Linked DNA regions of Sus scrofa: region 1 is linked to region 2. A link is a contact called in public Hi-C data. All regions are on one chromosome and are shown on one strand. The core of a region is the stretch at or near the end of the contact, and the rest is flanking DNA. Distances in the headings are between cores, read along the strand shown. Region 1 overlaps ABL1 (tyrosine-protein kinase ABL1). Region 2 overlaps ABL1 (tyrosine-protein kinase ABL1).

Region 1 (2,803 bases), core at 197-2,696, 68 kb before region 2:
TAATCCACTGAGCCAGGCCAGGGATGGAACCTGCAACCTCATGGTTCCTAGTCGGATTCATTAACCACTGAGCCACGATGGGAACTCCTTGAGTTACATTTTAAATATTTAAGGTTTAAATCTTGGCATTCCCGTTGTGGCGCAGCAGAAAAGACTCCAACTAGGAACCATGAGGTTGCAGGTTTGATCCCTGGCCTCACTCAGTGGCTTTGTGATATGACGTTGTCATGAGCTGTGGTGTAGGCCGGCTGTAGCTCCGATTTGACCCTTAACTTGGGAACCTCTGTATGCTGTGGGTGCGGCCCTGAAAAACAAAAAACAAACAAAAAAAGATTTAAATCTTCAAAAATGCCTCTTGGAGTTCCTGATGTGGGGCAACAGGATTGGGTGGCTTGCTTCTTTGGAGTGGTGGGATGCAGGCTCAATCCCCAGCCTGGCCCAGTGCGTTACAGATCCAGTGTTGCTGCAGCTGTGGTGTAGGCTGCAACTAGAGCTTGGATCTGATCCCTGACTCAGGAACTCCATATGCTGTGGGGTGGCCAAAAAAGAAAAAGAAAAAAAGAAGAAGAAAAAGAAAAGCCTCTCATTTCATTGAAAACTCTTTTATTTCACTAAACTGTTACTGAAGAGGTTTCCACTTACCAACAAAACTCAGGAAAAGTCAATAATTAGCCAGTTGAGTACCAAGAAGTGTGATATCTAAAAAAGGCTTCTGAATCTCTAAAAATCTATGCCTCCAACTATGAGAATAACAAACTGAAAATTCTGCAAGAACAATGTCACAGAATTCACTGGATCTGTGTGTGATTAACTTATTTGGACAGTATTCTAAGAAAACAGCTGGGGTCTTTAAAGCACAATTTAAAGGTCATTTTATACAAAAACAACCCTTTCTTAAAGCTGTGAGTCACGGATCAGCAATGCTTACAAAATATTCACCATACAGGTGAATACACACACCTGGTCTATACCCTCAGGGGCTGCTGCCCTGCTGAAGCCGTCACTGGCAAACTGGAAAAAGCAATGGAGTTCCCGTTGTGGCGCAGTGGTTAACGAATCCGACTAGGAACCATGAGGTTGCGGGTTCGATCCCTGCTTTGCTCAGTGGGTTAAGGATCCGGCCTTGCCGAGAGCTGCAGTGTGGGTCGCAGACGTGGCTTGGATCCCGCGTTGCTGTGGCTGTGGTGTAGGCCAGCGGCTACAGCTCCGATTCGACCCCTAGCCTGGGAACCTCCATATGCCGTGGGAGCGGTCCAAGAAATGGCAAAAAGAAAAACAAAAAAAAGAAAACAAACTGGAAAAGGCAAGATGCAACCTCAGGCCAGAGGGGAGCAGAGGGGAGGCTTCACTCCAGGAAAAACATCCCTGGGAAGGGTCCCACCTTCCTGTTGGCGCTTGTGCCCAAGGTCACAGTGCCCTCTAGAGTGCGGAGCAGCCAGCCATGCAGCCAGCAGTCATTACTGGCAGTCATCACTGTCCACCAGGCTCTCGGGAGACAGCTGGGGGGCGGGAGGTAGGGGGCAGTGCAAGAGACGTGCTTGTCACACATGATCGACAGTCCCTTTACTTTTGCTCACATTTGGTTATTTAAACCCTTGTTGCTTTATTCGTATTTCCTTTGCGGGCCCTTTACTATTATCCTCTAGTTCGAGGAATCTCTGCAATTTAAAAATCTATAAAACAGATCCTTCGAAAAAGAGGGAAGGCTTCGTGTTTTATTTCGTGCTCCGATCCAACCGATGAGATCATGCTCAGACTATTCTCAAGGCGGTTTATAACAGCCTAATACAACTTTTTATAATATGAGCTTAGAGGAAAAGTATTATTTCCCACAATTTGAACTTGATGAAAGTCATTTTATCTACATTCTGCACAGCCCTTTATTTTGTAATCTACACCCAGAGCAGTTAAAACTATGCACACACACAAGTTTAGCTGAACACAGCTCTGGCATTAACTTCTCACAATGAACGGAATGTTCCCAGAACCCCAAACCATGGTGTCAGCTGCTGGGGAGCAGGGGTAGGGCGACATGGCAGTGGTGCAAGGAGGCATCGTCACACAGCCTCTGTGCCTTGTGGGGAAAAAAAGCCATTAATGAAAATGCACATGCCCTCCGAGCAAAACTCTAGCGGAAGACAAGTGCTGTCCCATGGATGGATTTATAAGGACAGAGACACGGAGCGGAGGGAGCTCGGAAGGGTGAGGGAGGAGGTGGACCCCAAACAAGACGTGCCTGGAAAGGGATGCAGGAGCAGCACAGGGATCCAAGGCCAGCCTGAGACATCAGGGTCTTTATCTGTGCCACGCTGTGGACCCTCTGGTGACGCCTGGGGACCTCTCCTCAGGATAAAGCTTGTAAATGCATCAGGTAAATACTGAGCATTGCAAAGAAAACAACTGGATTGGAACAGCCCTCAAAACATTTTAAAAAATTAGTTTGTGATACAGTGCTTCTTCATTAATGCATTAACTACATACATACGCCTCTTTATTAACACACCGAGTGACAAGCTCCAGCAGAAGCTGCTGTCATTTCAAAGCCGTGATGAGTGCAATAATCACAACCACTATGGCCTGAAGACACCTGATTTCTACGGCGACACAGTCGCAAGTACTGCTAATATTACTGTGGTTGGTGTCCTACCTTCTTTAAAAAATAAAATACTAATTTTCTGTTAGCAGTCGGTGAAATGAAGTTTTCCTGCTTTTCTACCCAAGGACATGGAGCCTCTGAATTCCATCCCAGACCCCAAGCGCCTTCCAAGCTCACGCCTCCGACCCTACAGGTTTGGCGCAGTAG
Region 2 (2,700 bases), core at 151-2,650:
TTATTCTGCCTATGCCCTATTAGATGTAGAAAACTTTCAAAAATGTCAACATTTGTTAAAACATTAAACTATGGTGTGAAAAAGAAAACAAAAAGGGCTCTCCGGGACCTCGAGACAGACCAGGAACAGGGGCTGTCGGGTGGACTGGCGGCCCCCAGCCGCAGGCTGACTGGATTCCTCCTTAGAGAGAGAAATCGATGCTGTGGGCACTGCCAGTGTGCAGGTGAACTCACTCCCTGGACACGCCTCCCAGGGGGGCGAGGTATAGACTCAGGGTGTGCAGCTAAAGGCTTTAAAACCATCTCATCTTCTGATGCCGAAATCCCACTTGGAGAAACTTATCCGAAGAAAAGAATAGAACATACAAAAAGGTGCAGGAAGAAGATCCTGGGGAAAACACTGCAAGCAACATAAGCGCTCGTGAACAGGGGATTAGCAGGATATGCCACGGCACGGCCGCATCTATCACACCCTGCCACTCGGGCTGTTTGTGCGGCTTCCTCCTCCTGCGAGAACGCTGCAGAGAAAGAGGTGAGCAGCACACAGGCGTCCCGGGCTCCTGGCTGCAGCATTATCACAACCACGCCGAAGTCTCACCGTGTACTTCTAACAACCCCTTAAGAAACCAAGAAAGGCCAGGGACCTTTTCACGAACAAAACAAACAACAACAAAAAAATACATGAACATACAAATGTCTGCATATAATTTCAGAAAGGCCTACAAAGTCCAGAGAGAAGCATATCATTCATATTTAAGGATAAAAATCACCCTGGCAAGGTAACAAATTCTAAATATGGACAGCTCTGGCCAAAAAGGAGAGGAGTGGGGGAACTTCAGACTTTGGGGTGGCTGGTTAGGCAGGCAGGCACTAAGCCCACCACTGAAGTCTACCTGTATCCTCTGAAATGATCCAATCAATCCTAACAAGGTGTCAGGAGAACAAAACACAAAATACTGACCCTACACATAACAAGCACAAGAACAGGAAATCTGTACAGACTTCCTCCAAGGTTTCTGGATACATTCGTTAAAACAAGAATCTGATCCTGCTAAAGAAACCAAATATATTGTTGAGATAAAAAAGAAAAGCAGTCAGTCCCTCTACTGGAAGAGGAACCGTTAACATGTGGAAGGTTAGCGACAGAGTTCCGTCTGAACCAGGAGGCCCCTGTTCCCGCCAGGGGTAAAGAGCAAAGCAACATAAGGAGCTCTGGGGACACACCAGGCACACAAGAACCTCACTGCGCAGGATACTGCAACCCGGAACGCTCGGCTCTGACTTTCTCCTCTCATTTCCGGATAAACTCAGCTATGTTCCCAGAGAAGACAGTCTCCCCAAAGAACACAGTGATGATGCATCCTGGCCTCTGCAGCTGGGTGTGGCCTGGTCTCTGCCCCCTCACGGCCAATCCCCTCTCCATTGGGCAGCCTGCCACTCAGGGCTTTCACATGTATTGTCCCCTGGCCTGGAATGGTCTTACTTCTCCAAAGCCTGCTCCCGGGGCCAGTCCTGGCTTAAATGTCTCCTCCTCCTGCCCTCCCTCAACCCCACTATGTTAGGTTCGTTTCCTACTTGGGCTGGCAGAGGAGGTGGTGGCAGTGGTAATGACAACACACGACCACAACCCAGATCTCTGGAGTACTCACTATGTACCTGGACTTTCCCTCACTCAGTTAACATGTGTCGTCTCATTTAACCCTCACTGTAAACTTTTTTTTGGCTGCACCCATGTCATGCAGAAGTTCCCAGACCATGGGAGCTCCCACTGTGGCTCAGCAGTAATGAATTCAACTAGTGTTCGTGAGGTTGTGGGTTCGATCCCTGGCCTCACTCAGTGGGTTGAGATTCCAGCATTGCTGTGAGCTGTGGTGTAGGTGGCAGATGCAGCTCGGATCCCACGTTGCTGGGCTGTGGTGTAGGCTGGCAGCTGTAGCTCCGATTTGACCCCTAGCCTGGGAACTTCATATGCTGCAGGTGGGACCCTAAAAAGCAAAAATTTTAAAAATTTAAAAATAAGGACGTTCCCAGACAGGGATGGATCAAACTCCTGCCATAGCAGCAACCAGAGCCACAGCATTGACATTGCTGGGTCCTTAACCTGCTGAGCCACTGGGGAACTCCTAATCCTCATTATAAACCAAAGATGTGGTACCATTATGATGCTCACCGTATGGCCTCCCCAGTGATGCCCAGCATACTTGTTTAGTTCCCTCCCTCACGGAATAGGGCTGACCTGTGTAACCAACAGGATACTGCAGAAATGACAATGTGACTTTTGCAACCAGGTCATAAAAGACATTGCGGTTTCTGCCTTGTGGTCTCTTGGGCTGCCTGCTCTGCAGACACTCAAGCAGCCTATGGAGAGGTCCATGGGGTGAGGAACTAAAGCCTCCTGCCAACAGTCAGCATCACCTAGCCAGCCCTGTGGGTGAGCCTCCGTGGAGGCAGACCCTCCCGCCCCAGTCAAACTGTCAGATGACTACAGCCCCAGCTGACATCCGGCCTGCAGTCTCAGGAAGGACCACAAGCTGGGACCAGCCAGCTAACCCACTTCTAAGTTCCTGGCCCACAGACACTGTGAGGTAATACATTTTTGTTGTTTTAAGCCACTACATTTTGAGGTGATTTGTCATGCAGAAAGAGATAACTAATGCTGATGGGAAAACTGAGACTCAGAATATAACTAGCTCACAGTCAC

What was found. Hi-C and Micro-C count contacts between places; a contact is called where the count stands out from the background.
Region 1: a Hi-C map of retroperitoneal adipose tissue shows a contact between it and region 2, with 1.9 times the contacts expected there. The contact joins two enhancer-like sites. A contact is called at or near these places in 8 of 47 Hi-C or Micro-C datasets (adipose tissue, embryonic fibroblasts, epiblast stem cells and 4 more) and 1 of 2 datasets of contacts at active chromatin or transcription factors (skeletal muscle).

The regions. Positions count from the first base shown.
Region 1 is chr1:270,866,359-270,869,161 of Sscrofa11.1, reverse strand. The region is part of intron 2 of ABL1 (tyrosine-protein kinase ABL1); the gene reads right to left. Among named protein-coding and RNA genes, the nearest start is that of QRFP, 50 kb to the left of the region's middle. Within about 2 kb of position 1,446, at least 21 of the 83 cell types and tissues checked have an H3K27ac peak or open chromatin away from gene starts, as enhancers often do. A contact at or near this core is called in adipose tissue, fetal skeletal muscle, retroperitoneal adipose tissue and 1 more, where this site is marked.
Region 2 is chr1:270,798,676-270,801,375 of Sscrofa11.1, reverse strand. All of the region lies in intron 2 of ABL1 (tyrosine-protein kinase ABL1), which reads right to left. Among named protein-coding and RNA genes, the nearest start is that of ABL1, 38 kb to the right of the region's middle. Within about 2 kb of position 1,400, at least 19 of the 83 cell types and tissues checked have an H3K27ac peak or open chromatin away from gene starts, as enhancers often do. A contact at or near this core is called in adipose tissue, fetal skeletal muscle, retroperitoneal adipose tissue and 1 more, where this site is marked.